Linked DNA regions of Sminthopsis crassicaudata: region 2 is linked to region 1. Evidence: chromatin contacts called from public Hi-C data. All regions are on one chromosome and are shown on one strand. The core of a region is the stretch at or near the end of the contact, and the rest is flanking DNA. Distances in the headings are between cores, read along the strand shown. Region 1 holds the start of UBE2K (ubiquitin conjugating enzyme E2 K). Region 2 holds the start of PDS5A (PDS5 cohesin associated factor A).

Region 1 (5,913 bases), core at 2,108-4,607:
AGTTAACATCAGTGGACTGACATTAATTTTTCTTTAAAAACACATTTTTTATCACTATACTTATTAAACAGTATGGTCATAGTTCTTTCAAGCAGAAATTTCATCTTCTGGTTTAAAGTAAAAAGAAAAACATTACCCTCCCCCCCCAAAAAAAAATCTGTTAAGTTTTTAAAACTAAAATAGCTGGGCTAGGGTCTATTTTTACTTAATCAAGTAGACAACAGAAATGTGAAAATATCTGAGAGTTCATCAGTTGTGAGTTTATTTGGATTCCTACTATTTAGTAGGTTCATTGATCTGCCAAAGAAAGTATAATAAAGATTGCAAAAACAAAGTCCAAAAACCATGGCTTCAAATGAAACAGTTGGTATCAATTTTAAAATTTAACATTTAACATCTAAAATTTTAAAAATTGTAAGGTATGAAAACCTGATATATGGCAAAAGTAATTCAAACTAATTTCAAGTTAATAAAGATTTTATTCTACAAATTTGCATTTCCTCCAATACAGGTCTATTATTTAATCTGTCAAATGTGTGTAGATACAAATATAAAATTAATATAACCAATTAAGCTACAATTACTTTGTAGCATGAAATAGAAGTTCAAAAAACATGAGTTTATGTGCTCTTTAAATACAAAACATCGTACCTACTAAGCTGTAAGTTTCAAAATATACAGAATTATTACAACTCAAAATGAAATTTTTTTTTACATCTACACATTTCCAAGTTAATTAGAAGTGTCATTTATCTCTTCAAAATCAGTGATCACATTCAAAACACTGAATATGATGACTCTTTAAAGACCCTATGAAATACCAAAAGTTCTTTTCCCATTTCAACAGCTTTAATTTAAAAAAACAAACAAACTAGATTCTACATTGGAAGAAAATCTACTGACAAATACTCTTGGATTTCAGGGTGAAAATGCCTCACTTTAAAAGGTCAACTTTTCCAGCTAATCAATCTATGAAGTCCACTTCAATATCACTGAAGATTAGCTTTAAGAACAAAAAATAAATAAATAACCATGGTTTTGACTGCCTTGCTATCAACAATGAAAGTAAAACTAAATAGTAAAATTTTGATGGATAACTCAAGACTTAACAGAGGACCTAGCTACCTTACCCATTCCACTAATTTTGAGTTATTTTTAAAACTTTTAAAATTAAATCTATTAAGAGAACAGGTCTAGAGATCAAATGCTAGAGATGAAAAATATCTTAAAATAATGCTTTTCAAATAAACAAGAACCTCTGAAAAGACTATATCAATTAGATTTCCAACTCCAAAACTGAAAATCTAGGCTGCTATTTTATGTTAAAAAGTTAAGAATCCTTACTATAAAAGTGTTGTTACCACTACAAAAGCTGCTGAAGTGCAAAATGCCTTTGATATTAGCTGATATTCTTAGTAAATACAAGCTCAATACATAAACAAACTTTGGGTGGAGAACAACAAAACCCAAAGTGATTTAAAAAAAAAAAAAAGAGTAATAACTTGACCAGATGTTCAAAATAATTGTTAACATGAGAAAGGAAAATATGAATTAAGTCAGGAATCCTCCTCTAATCAGCATAATCGGTTGTAAGGATCGTACAAAGACAGAAACAATTTTCAACCAAGATTAAATGGTGGGAGCCTTCCCTAAAGCTGCCCTTTTTCACCATTTGGGAAAAGGAGGAGGGAAGCTGCTTTGGAAATGTACATGGAGGGCAGCTGCCAAAAGCTACCCTGGCCCAGTCCTCCAGGGTTTGCCTATTCTACTCTTCCTAACCCCCTAAACAACTCCGGAGGGACCCAGAAAGCAGAGGAAGCTCTCCAGCAAACTCTAAATGCACACCCCCAGAGAAGAGGCCACTCACTCCTCGTGGGGGGGGACCGTCCTGGGTCACTAGAATTGCTGGGAAAAGGAATCCCCGGACCCCTACAGACCGCCGCCAGCGCGCGGAAGGCCCCCGACCCCGCTCCCGTTCCCGGCCCGGGTGTCCCCCGGCCCCGAGGGGCCGGCAGCCGCGCGCTCCAAAAGCCCGCAGTCCTGCCTCCGTGCGTTTGGGCATCGCCGCAGACCCGCACCCCGGGCGTCCGAAGGGGCCGCCCCCGCAGCCGCGTCCCGGAGTCTCGAAGACCCGCCCGACGCTCGGGTCATAGGCCAGCCTGCGACCACTGTGAGGGAGGGTGCAATCCCCGAACCCCCGAGACACTCCTGGACTGGACAGCTACTTGGGGGAAAGGGGGCGTGATCACAAGGGGTGTCTACTGCGGCCCCCTAGAGTGGCGTTCAATGCCCCCACGGGGGGGGGGGCCGGGGCTCGCCCCTCCAGAGTCTGCCGCGAGCCTACTCCAATGGACAGAGTCAAGTTCGGAGCGTGACCCAAGTCCTCGGGAGACACTGTCCCCGACCTATCAGATCCGGCGGCAGGCGACCTCCCGGTTCCGGACCTTCCTCGAAGCCGACCCCTCGGGGCCACGCAGGGCCCGTTCACAGGGGGCCGTGGGAGGAATCCTTTCTCGTATGCCCTCCCCCGGCAGGACACTAGCGTCCATGTTGTCCTGTGCCCGTCCGGCCTCCCTCTCCTCCTCCGCCTTCTTCCCCCCCCAGCGCCGACCTGCCTTCGGGGCGCCCCTACCCTCTCCCCAGCGGCGCGGCCGCCCCCCCCCCCCCGGCCCCGGGCCTCCCCACCCTGTCTCGGCCTGCTCCCCGCCGGCCCCACTTCCTGCAGGCCGGGCTCGAAGCGACTTCCCCCCCCCCCCCCGCCACCCCCTCCCCCAGCGGCTGACGCGGCGGAAGGCCGGAGCGCGGCGGGGAGCCCGGGGGGCGGCGGGGGGCCGGGCAGGCCAGGGAGGCGGCGGCCCCCGCTCCTGCTGACCTCCTCGCTCTTCAGCACCTCCTTGAACTCTCGCTTGATTCGCTGCACCGCAATGTTGGCCATGTCTCCTCCCGCAGCCGTTTCGCACCCTCCGCCTCCGCCGCCGCCACGACCGCCGCCGCCGCCGCCACCTCCTCCGCCGCCTCCTCCTCCCTCAGTGAGTCAGAGCCGAGCCGGGGAGCCGTGCCGCCGCCGCCGCCGCCGCTCTCTCTTCACAGTGGATTCACCTCCGCGCCCGGCCACCAAAATGGCGCTGGGGCCGCGCATGCGCATGGCGAGCGCCCGGCCGGGCGGCGCAGCGGCTCTCGTTGTCAGCCCCCAGGAAGCTTCGGAGCCGCGAGCCCGCCAGCCGGCCGCGAGCCTCGGCCTGTGCGCCGCCGCGTGCGTGGGCTGGTCCCGGGCTTCCGCGGCGCGCGCGACTACACCGCTTCCCCTCCCCCTCCCTCGGAGCGTCCGGCCTCGCCCCCGCCTCAAACCCTTCCGCCGCCTGCTGGCCTTGCCCGGGGGACCTCGAGGCCGCGACCCTGCGGCGGGAAAGCACCCCGCGGAGCCCCCTCCCCGCCGTTCTCCCCGGCCCGTCCTGTACCCTGGGGGGCCCAGGGAGAGATGCGGAGAGGTTTTCCAGAGGACCCCGAAAAGAACCCCCGCAGAGCAGCTCCAGCCACTCACAAAACCGCGGCCGTCATTTTTAAATTTTTTTGGATAAAATCGGGAGAGTCCTCACAGGGAATTACGTTCTCCACCCCACCCCCGCCATCACAAAAGAGCGCTGACGAGGCGCGGGCGGGAGATGCCACAAAGCTCCCTGAACCGCCTCGGCCAGCCCGTCTGCCGAGGGGCCGAGGAACCCCGACGCAAAACCCGAAGCGGCTGGCAGCCCGAGGCCGAGGCAGCCCGGGGGCTGCGCTGTGCTGCGACCTGAGATATTCCCGACCCTGAGTCCTGGGAGATGCCCTATTCGGGGCCCCCGGGAGGGGGACCTATGGTGCGCCTGGGGCCTGCGCTATTCGGGACCCTGTAACCTGCGGGTACTCTTCGGGACACTGTGACTCGGGGTGCGCTATTCGGGACTGTGGAGCAGGAAAAGAACCCAGGGATCTGGGGCGGGACATGAGCGAAGGGCGCAGTGCGACTCAAGTTTGGGGGCAGTAGAGGCATCCGCTAGAAAAAACCTGGACTTGGCAAGTGCAAATTCCCTGGAGCTTCGAACTCGGCTAGGGAAAGATTAGAGAGGCGGGGCGGGGAGGGGGAGGAGCCCGACCTCGCCTAGCTGGGATGGGAGGCTTATCTCCTAAGAACCGGGAGAGATACACTGTATTATAGATGTGGTTTGACAGTGTCCCAAACAGGACAAGATGTAACCATAACTGCTACAAAAAACTGCGGCAACAGACAGGGACGCGAATGAGACGACGCCAAATGTCAGCCCTCCAGCCGCCCTTGGGGGAGAGGGAGCTCCGCAGAGCGCCCGGTAGCGGCCCGGGTACGCTCCAGGCCCGGGGAGCGAGCTGCGGCCCGGAGCCCGGACGCGGAAGTGGGCTGGGGGCTGGCCTTTTCACTTTGTTACGCAATCCTCTGCGTCGCTGCCAGGACCCGTTTGGATCCGAGGGTCTTGGGTTGGCACGCCTCCAAATGGGCGTCGGGTCTCAGCGCGTGGACGCGTCTCCATGCAGTCCCCAGGTCAAATCCACATTCCCAACATGAATGGGAATACTCCGAGTTCTGTACCCGAACTTCGGGTTTTTCTATCAAGTCATCCACCAGCACCACCCGGACCCTTCCAAAACACTGCGGTCCTCCAAATGACTAGCGACTGGCTGTTACCTGACAGCCAGCCCTTCTGTCCGCCCAAGGAACATTATCTCTTAGTAGCATGAATTATCTTTTGCTGTGTGGGGACTCCATTATTAAAGTGCCACAAGGGCAAGGGCAGTCGAATTCCCTACACATACATAGACCCTCTCAAGAGGGAAGTGATTATTGCCTTTATTTTTCTAAAAATCCCCTCTAGAGTAATGGGGTCACAGATTGAAAACTGGCAGGGTCCGGTCCAACCCCCCTTATTTTGAAGATGAAGAAACAGCACAGCGGTGGAGACCCAAGGTCAGACAAAGAGAAAAGGGCAAATCCCCATTCTCATCCTCGGATGCCAGACCCCGCAGCAATCCATAGTAGAAAGGTATTTAAATACTTATTGAATTGAATTTTTAAGTGATCTCTCAAACTTTAACGATTTAAGATTTCACCGGATTTCCCAGCCTATGCTGCTGGTACTGCTGCAATTCTTGTTACAATTGAAGGGGATTGAGAAAGATTTTCAGATGATTTGGGAAGAGGGTACTTGAGTAACTTTTGTTACCATTTAAAGGTCTGCTTGTTTTTTCTGTGATACATTTTATTTTGACTTAACAAGCCTCCTAACAAATCCTCCAATCCCTCTCTCACTTCTTCAGAATGGTTCCTGAAAGTAGTTAAGTAAAACTGCATTACAGAATACTAAAAGTTTTCACACAGGCCAAATTAAATGCCATAGTTTAATAATGTACGAGTCAGGCACAAGTAGCCTCATTTTTAAAATACTAGAAGAATACTAGAAGAAAATACTTCCTTAAAGAAGTAAAAATTTCAAAGATTTTCTTCATTCTCATCGATCTTGCTGCTGCTGTTAGTGCTCAAAAAATATTTAAGTACCTACTATGGGCTGGGGATGCAAAAAGGCAAAAGACAGTCCCTGTCTTTAAGGAATGCACAGTCTAACTACCTATCTATACTGAAGTTTTTTATTCATTCTGCAGAACAATTCTTTTTTTCCCTTCAGTCTTTTCCTGACTGAGAACATCTAGCATTTAGCCAGATTCTTTAGACTTTTTTCTTTCTTTGCTTTTACTTCCTGCTCTCTCATCTGATTATCTTTGAAAAATCCTTTTGCTTCAAACATTGAACTCTAAAATAATGTTGCTTTCACTGCATTGACTGACCTCTACTTTTATATTGTAAGCTTTCCATGGCAGCTGGAGTGGGCAGCTCCAGCTGCAGGAGGA
Region 2 (5,913 bases), core at 1,532-4,031, 220 kb before region 1:
TGATCACCATGAGGAACAAATATAAAATTGTCTGGTGTTCAAAACCCTTCATAACTTGCCCCCTGCTTTTTCAGGCACTATCTCACACTAGCCTCTTCTCCATGGTGTACTCTTTGACAGAGTTGCACTGAATTTGTTTTTCTTTAAATAAGATACTCCAACTTATAAATCCAACCATTTTCACTGGTTCTTTCCTACCCCATTCCTGGAATGCTCTTATTCCTTACTTCCACCTTGTGGTTTCCTTCTTGTGATAACTAAAATTCTATCCTCTAAGAGAAGTCTTTCCTGGGGCCTCTTTAAGCTTATAACTCTTTCCCTCTTTGATTTTCTCCAATTTATCCTGTCTTGTATGTGCATAGATTTTTTTGTATGTCGCTTACCCCATAATGAGCTCTGTGAGTACGGGGACTGTTTTATTTCTCAGATTTTGTTTTAGATCTTAGCAGCCTTTCTTACCTCCCTCAGTGTTGAGCATAATATCTTCCACGTAGTAGATGTTTAATAATCACTTGTTCACTTAACTGTGCAGATTAATATTTTAGAATGCAAAGAAAAACTTTAAGTTACTATATGAAACTAAAAAGTCATTCAAGTCAGAGCAGACCATAGTGATTGACTTCATTTTTCCTGTTATTTGATAGTCATTGGAGAACCTCTTAATAATATTGTACTGCACTGAAATGTCTTATCCAAAGAGCAAATCTGAGATTCCAGGAACACTTGGAAACGTGATTGGAAGATATTAAAACTTTATTGAGTTTCACAATAACTACAGTACAACAGGAAAATAAATTTCTAAAAATGTTACAGAGAGGAGTCAATTCTCATTTTCACAGGCTAGGATATAGAGCTGTAAGGGATCTCAGAGGTCAGCTGTCGGAATTCTCTTATTTCACTTATAAGGAAACCAAACACTTAAAAAACTTATCCAAAGTCAGAAGGAGAAATCAGGGATTAGATAAGAACCCAATTCCACTAATCACTGAGTATTTTTTTTTTTTTGGCATTATTATTTGAGTATTTTGCATTGTCACACTTTCCTTTTTCTCCCTCATAATTACAAATGTAACTAATCTGGTTTAAGGTAAGTAAACGTTAGGAATGAAGAAGGATCATATCAGAAACAAGACTCAAACATATTCATTTCAATAAGCAACCCTTTTGCATTTTAAAAAATTGTCTGATTTCATTAAATTATTCGTTATAAACCTTGTTTTAAATGGTTGCATCTTTTCTCATTGACTCTACTAGGAACAGAGCTTCCTAGTCTTTTCCCACTTTTGTTTGCCTAAGAACCGGGGACGCAGGCACTTGAAACAGGCATGCAAATAGAACATTTACTGATGATAGATGATAATTTTATGAACCCCACATTCGGTTGGGAGACAGTTTAAGAGCTTTATACCAGAAGATAAGGTTAAAAACCAGAGGGTTAAGACATTCCTGCCCACTGTCATTTATGATAACCAGCTTTTTAAGTGCTTGGCGATGTGAAAGATTCTTCTCTACGTCTACAATGGAGCTATCACATTAATGCTATTAGGGTTATTGATTATATTATGCATAATTATTAATAACCATACCGATTCATTACTGTTCTGGACGATAAAGCTTAACGTTCCCGTGTATGTGCAGATAAGTAACCCGGGAAGCTCACGGAAGAAAGGATACAAACCATCGCACTTAAGACTGGCACAGAAAGAACAGTATCCCTTAATTAGTTACAACATAACACAAGAGATGCAGGGGCTGGGAAACAGTGTTCCGGAGTGAGTGGCTCACGCACCGAGTCCCGGAGAGCGGCTCCGGAGGAGCCGTCCGGGGCCCGGAACAAAGCCCGGAGCCCGGGCTCCTGCACGGATCCGGAGTGAAGAGCGTGAGGGCCGAGCGCGTCCGATCCCGGCTTTGTGCTCTCAATGATAAGCGTGCGGATGCCCGAGCGCCTCTCCCTCCAAGACCAAAGAAAAGGATGGGGAACAATCGATGGGCGCCGAGACTGAGGGCAGCAGCCAGGGAGAACAGGGGGTCCCCTTCGCCTTCTCAGTTCTTAGTTGGCGGAACCGGGCGGCTCGCGCCCCTAATTCAGTCCCTGAGCCGCTCTCGGCACGTTCTCTTCACCCCCTGGCTGCGGAGTCGGAGAATTTTCTCCTCCCTCTGTGGCCCGTGCGCCCCCCGCTCACCTGCGGGGTCCTTGCTGAGCCGAGGGCGAGAGGGGCCGCCTCAGAGGAGGCTCCTCGTGGGTAGAGGCTGCCCGCCGCAGCGCTCTCGGGTCCCCTGACGAAGCGCCCCCTAGCTCCTGGGGAATGAGCGCCACGCCCGCCCCGGGATCTTCGGCCGGGCCCGGCCCGCTCGCTTCCTCCCCTCCCCCTCCTCCTCCTCGGGTCTCCGGGCGTGCAGCTTTTGGCGCCAATCGGGAGGCGGCGCTGTCCGCAGGGCGTGGGGCGACGCTCCCCGGCGGGGCGGGGGGGAGGGGAGGCGCGCGCTGCTGCTGCTGCCGCCGCCGCCGCCGCCGCGTGACCCGCAGGCCCCGGGGCTGAGCGCGAGCGGCTAGGCTCGGCGGGCGGCCCGGGGCGGGGGCGGAGATTGACGGGCTGACGGAGGCTGTGGCGGGCTGGGCGCCGGGCCGGGCCTCGGCGAGCGGCCTGGGCGGCTGCTCTTCCTCGGGCCGTCGGAGAGCGGCAGTGTGGCCCCGCGCAGCGCGCGCTCGCTCCCTCGCTCACTCGCCGCTCGCCCCTGCGCGCCTCTGCTTCTGGGCTCGGCTTGGCTCCCCCGCCGAGCCCGCGGCTTCTCTCGCGGCGCTCCGGGGAAGGCGGCGGCGGGACCGTGGGCCGCTTTGTGTGCAATCCCGCGGCGCGGCAGCCGGGCCGGGGCTCCACCTGCGGACCGCCACCACGCGCCACCCGCCCGCATGAGGACGAGGTAAAGGCGGCGGCCGAGGGCCCGGGGCAGGCCGGGGCGGCCCGGGGCGCGAGGCTGGGGACGGCCGGGCGCGGAGGGAGACGCGGTCGCTCCCGGGTGGGGGGTGGGTTCCGAGACGGAGGCGGGGGGCGGCCGGAGCGGACGCGGGGGACCGCGGCCTAAGCCGAGCCCCCTAGGCCTCGGCCTCGCCTTCTCCCGAAGGCTGTCCCGTGGCAGAGGCTGCCCCGGCAGAGGCTGCACCGGCCCGGGCCCGGGGATCCCCGCCCCCACCCGCAGCTGCCGGGCGCCGGGCGGTGGCTGCACCCGGTGCCGACCTCATTGTGGACCCGGCGCCGGGGAAGTCCCGGCATGGGCCGGCCGGAGAGTCGCGCGACCGGGGCGCCGGGCCGGGAAGTGAGGAGAGGAACGGCGCCCCTGCAGCCCCCGGGCCCCAGCCGCGCTGCCCCTTCCCCCCGTCGGCTGGGCCCTCTCGGATTTGGGGTTTGAAATGAAAAAGAGGTTAGAAAGTCGTCCATTTCCCGCTGAACTTTTGTTTTCTGACCGATAGAGGCCGGTAGAGGAGCGCTGGAGAAAGTTGTGCCCACCATGGACTTCCCCCCTGTGCAGCCCAAGCCGCCCTCGGGCCTGGGCCTGGGCAGTTCGGACGCCAAGATCGCTTACCCCCCAGGAGTGAAGGAGATCACCGACAAGATCACCAACGACGAGGTGGTCAAACGACTCAAGGTACTCCCGCCTTTGCCCCCCAGAACCCACCCTGGGGCATCCACTACTGCCTCCGGGGCAGTGTCCCCAGAACTCACCATAGGGGGGACCTGCTGCTGCCTCTTGGGCCAACACCCCCAGACTAGGAGGGATTGATGCTTTCCTTTCAAAGCTTCTTTGTAAAACTATAGACAGGACTGTCCTAGCATCTGGTAGCTAACTCAAGCTTCTTTTAAGATAGTTCTAGATTCATCCTGTTCAAACATTTGCTTTCTTCCCCCTCCCCCATCCCCAAAGAAGGTATTGAGTATCTTTTGAAAACTTTGAATGGTAGAGTTATAGCATTGCATTATGAGAAATTTAGAAGACTAAAATCTTCCAGGAATGGGGAAAATGTCAGTTTTTTCATAGAAAAAAATTTAAAGTTTATGTAGAACAGTCATTGGCAGGAAAAGTTGAATGAATGTTAGACGTGAAATTTCAAACTTAAGGTGTTTTTGTAAGTGCAGAAACCTGTGTTTTTGAAAATTTTTTTTGCATGAAATGCTTTAAAAAATGAATGTTTCTAATTTCTTGAAAGAAAACTGGCCTATAAAATAATTTTGCAAAATTGGATTTGTACATTATTTGATAAAAACGTTAATGGTTAACATTGCTTTTTAAAGATTCAGTTCTGGAATAAGAAGTTTACCTAAGTCCATGAGTTCTGTGTGGTTTTAAGAAAGCTCAGTACATTGTAGGTTTCTTTGACTAATTTGCTCAGTTGGCATGGTGTTTTTCAGCGTAGTTTTGATGCCAGCATGTTTAACTCTGTTGTGAGATTCTAGGATGTGTCCCTATCTCTGGACAGCTTGACATGCATTTTGCATTTGTGGACGGATAGACATATGATTTATCAAACTATTGGAAAAATAACTTTGGAACATTTATTGGCAGTTAGTCTTCATTTTACTGTTAGAAGTACTGAACTTTGAGATGTATTTCCTTTAGGGAACTTTCTAAGTTTTCACCTATCTGCCATACATGGAATCTGGAGATGGACTTTACCAATGAACTTTCAAAGTACATTCTTCATAGAGACTTTTTGTAAAGGTCCTTGTGTTGCAGCCATAGTAGCAAGTAGCGATTCAGAATAGATATTTCCGAAACACATAATCTGAATTGGAAAGATCCTTAGATATACCTAGTCCAACTTTTGTGGGAGTACCATGACTTAGTGGAGAGTACCCGACTTTAGTCATGCCTTCAAATATTACTTTATTAACTGTATGACAATGGACAAGTCAATTTCATCTTCCTTATTTGTAGTCCTAGGATAACTGTAGTACATTCTCCACAGGATTATTCTGAGGCTCAATTTAAAGTCACAGATATAAAATAAACTTGGAAGTGTTTAATAAAGAGACATGATAGAACATCGTCAACCTTGTTGTCTTCACACAAGCTGTCTCATACCTGGAATACTCTCATCAATTCTGCCTCTTGTGATCCTTTGCTTTCAGAGTTGAGCTCCTATGTCACCTCCTCTTTGACAGGCTTTTCCTTATTTTTTTTCTTCACCTTAGTTGTTAGTTTCCCTCCATTACATTGCATTTACTGGGAACACATTGTGTAACCCTGGAAGTTTTTTGAGGACTAGCACTGTTCTGTTTTTCACTTTATAAACACAATGTCTTTTACATGCGTGGCATTTAATAAATACTTGTTGAATTGAATTGTAAATATAGGTAAAAGTGTAAACAAAGGCTTGGATGTGAGAGGGGAGTAAGTGTTGATGGAGCAGAGTATACTTTGAACTTAGATTGGTAATATTTAGATGAGTGATATAGTGAGTGAAATAAACTTCATTTTATGACTTTTTCTAGTGTTCATCTGCTTTGTAACAGAAAGAGAATTTCATCCCCCTCCCAAGTTGGGAACAACAGAAAGTCAAGGAAGATAGCAATTCCAGAGTATTTATAGGCAGGGCAAATTTGAAGTGGCGGACAGTGCTAGTTCTAAAAGATCTGTAAAATGTAGCTATAGTGGAGTGGGAGAAGAGGGGTGAGTCAAAAGCCTTGAAGTCAGTAATTAAGAAATATGAGTAGGAAGAGAAATGGAAAGATGAGCAGTTGGGTTTGGATGTGAGAATTTCAGTTCAAAGTTACCTGGAAATTATATTACTGGAATGTCTTATGGTGAGTTTAGTTCCATTTTTCATTTCTTTTTTAAGCATTTTGAAGTTTACAAATGACAAGCATGAACAGTTCCAGATAAAACGAATAGAATAGATTGTATGCGATGCCATGA

The links. A called contact is a pair of places that touch in the nucleus more often than the background predicts.
Region 2: a Hi-C map of fibroblasts shows a contact between it and region 1, with 4 times the contacts expected there. The contact joins the promoter of PDS5A here to the promoter of UBE2K in region 1. A contact is called at or near these places in 2 of 2 Hi-C or Micro-C datasets (fibroblasts and hippocampus).

The regions. Positions count from the first base shown.
Region 1 is chr6:29,914,166-29,920,078 of ASM4859323v1, reverse strand. It overlaps UBE2K (ubiquitin conjugating enzyme E2 K), which reads right to left and starts at 3,357. Exons shown (of 7, transcript XM_074274577.1): 1 at 2,873-3,357. The coding sequence starts at 2,935.
Region 2 is chr6:30,130,078-30,135,990 of ASM4859323v1, reverse strand. PDS5A (PDS5 cohesin associated factor A) reads left to right here and starts at 2,781. Exons shown (of 33, transcript XM_074274573.1): 1 at 2,781-2,922; 2 at 3,470-3,645. The coding sequence starts at 3,508.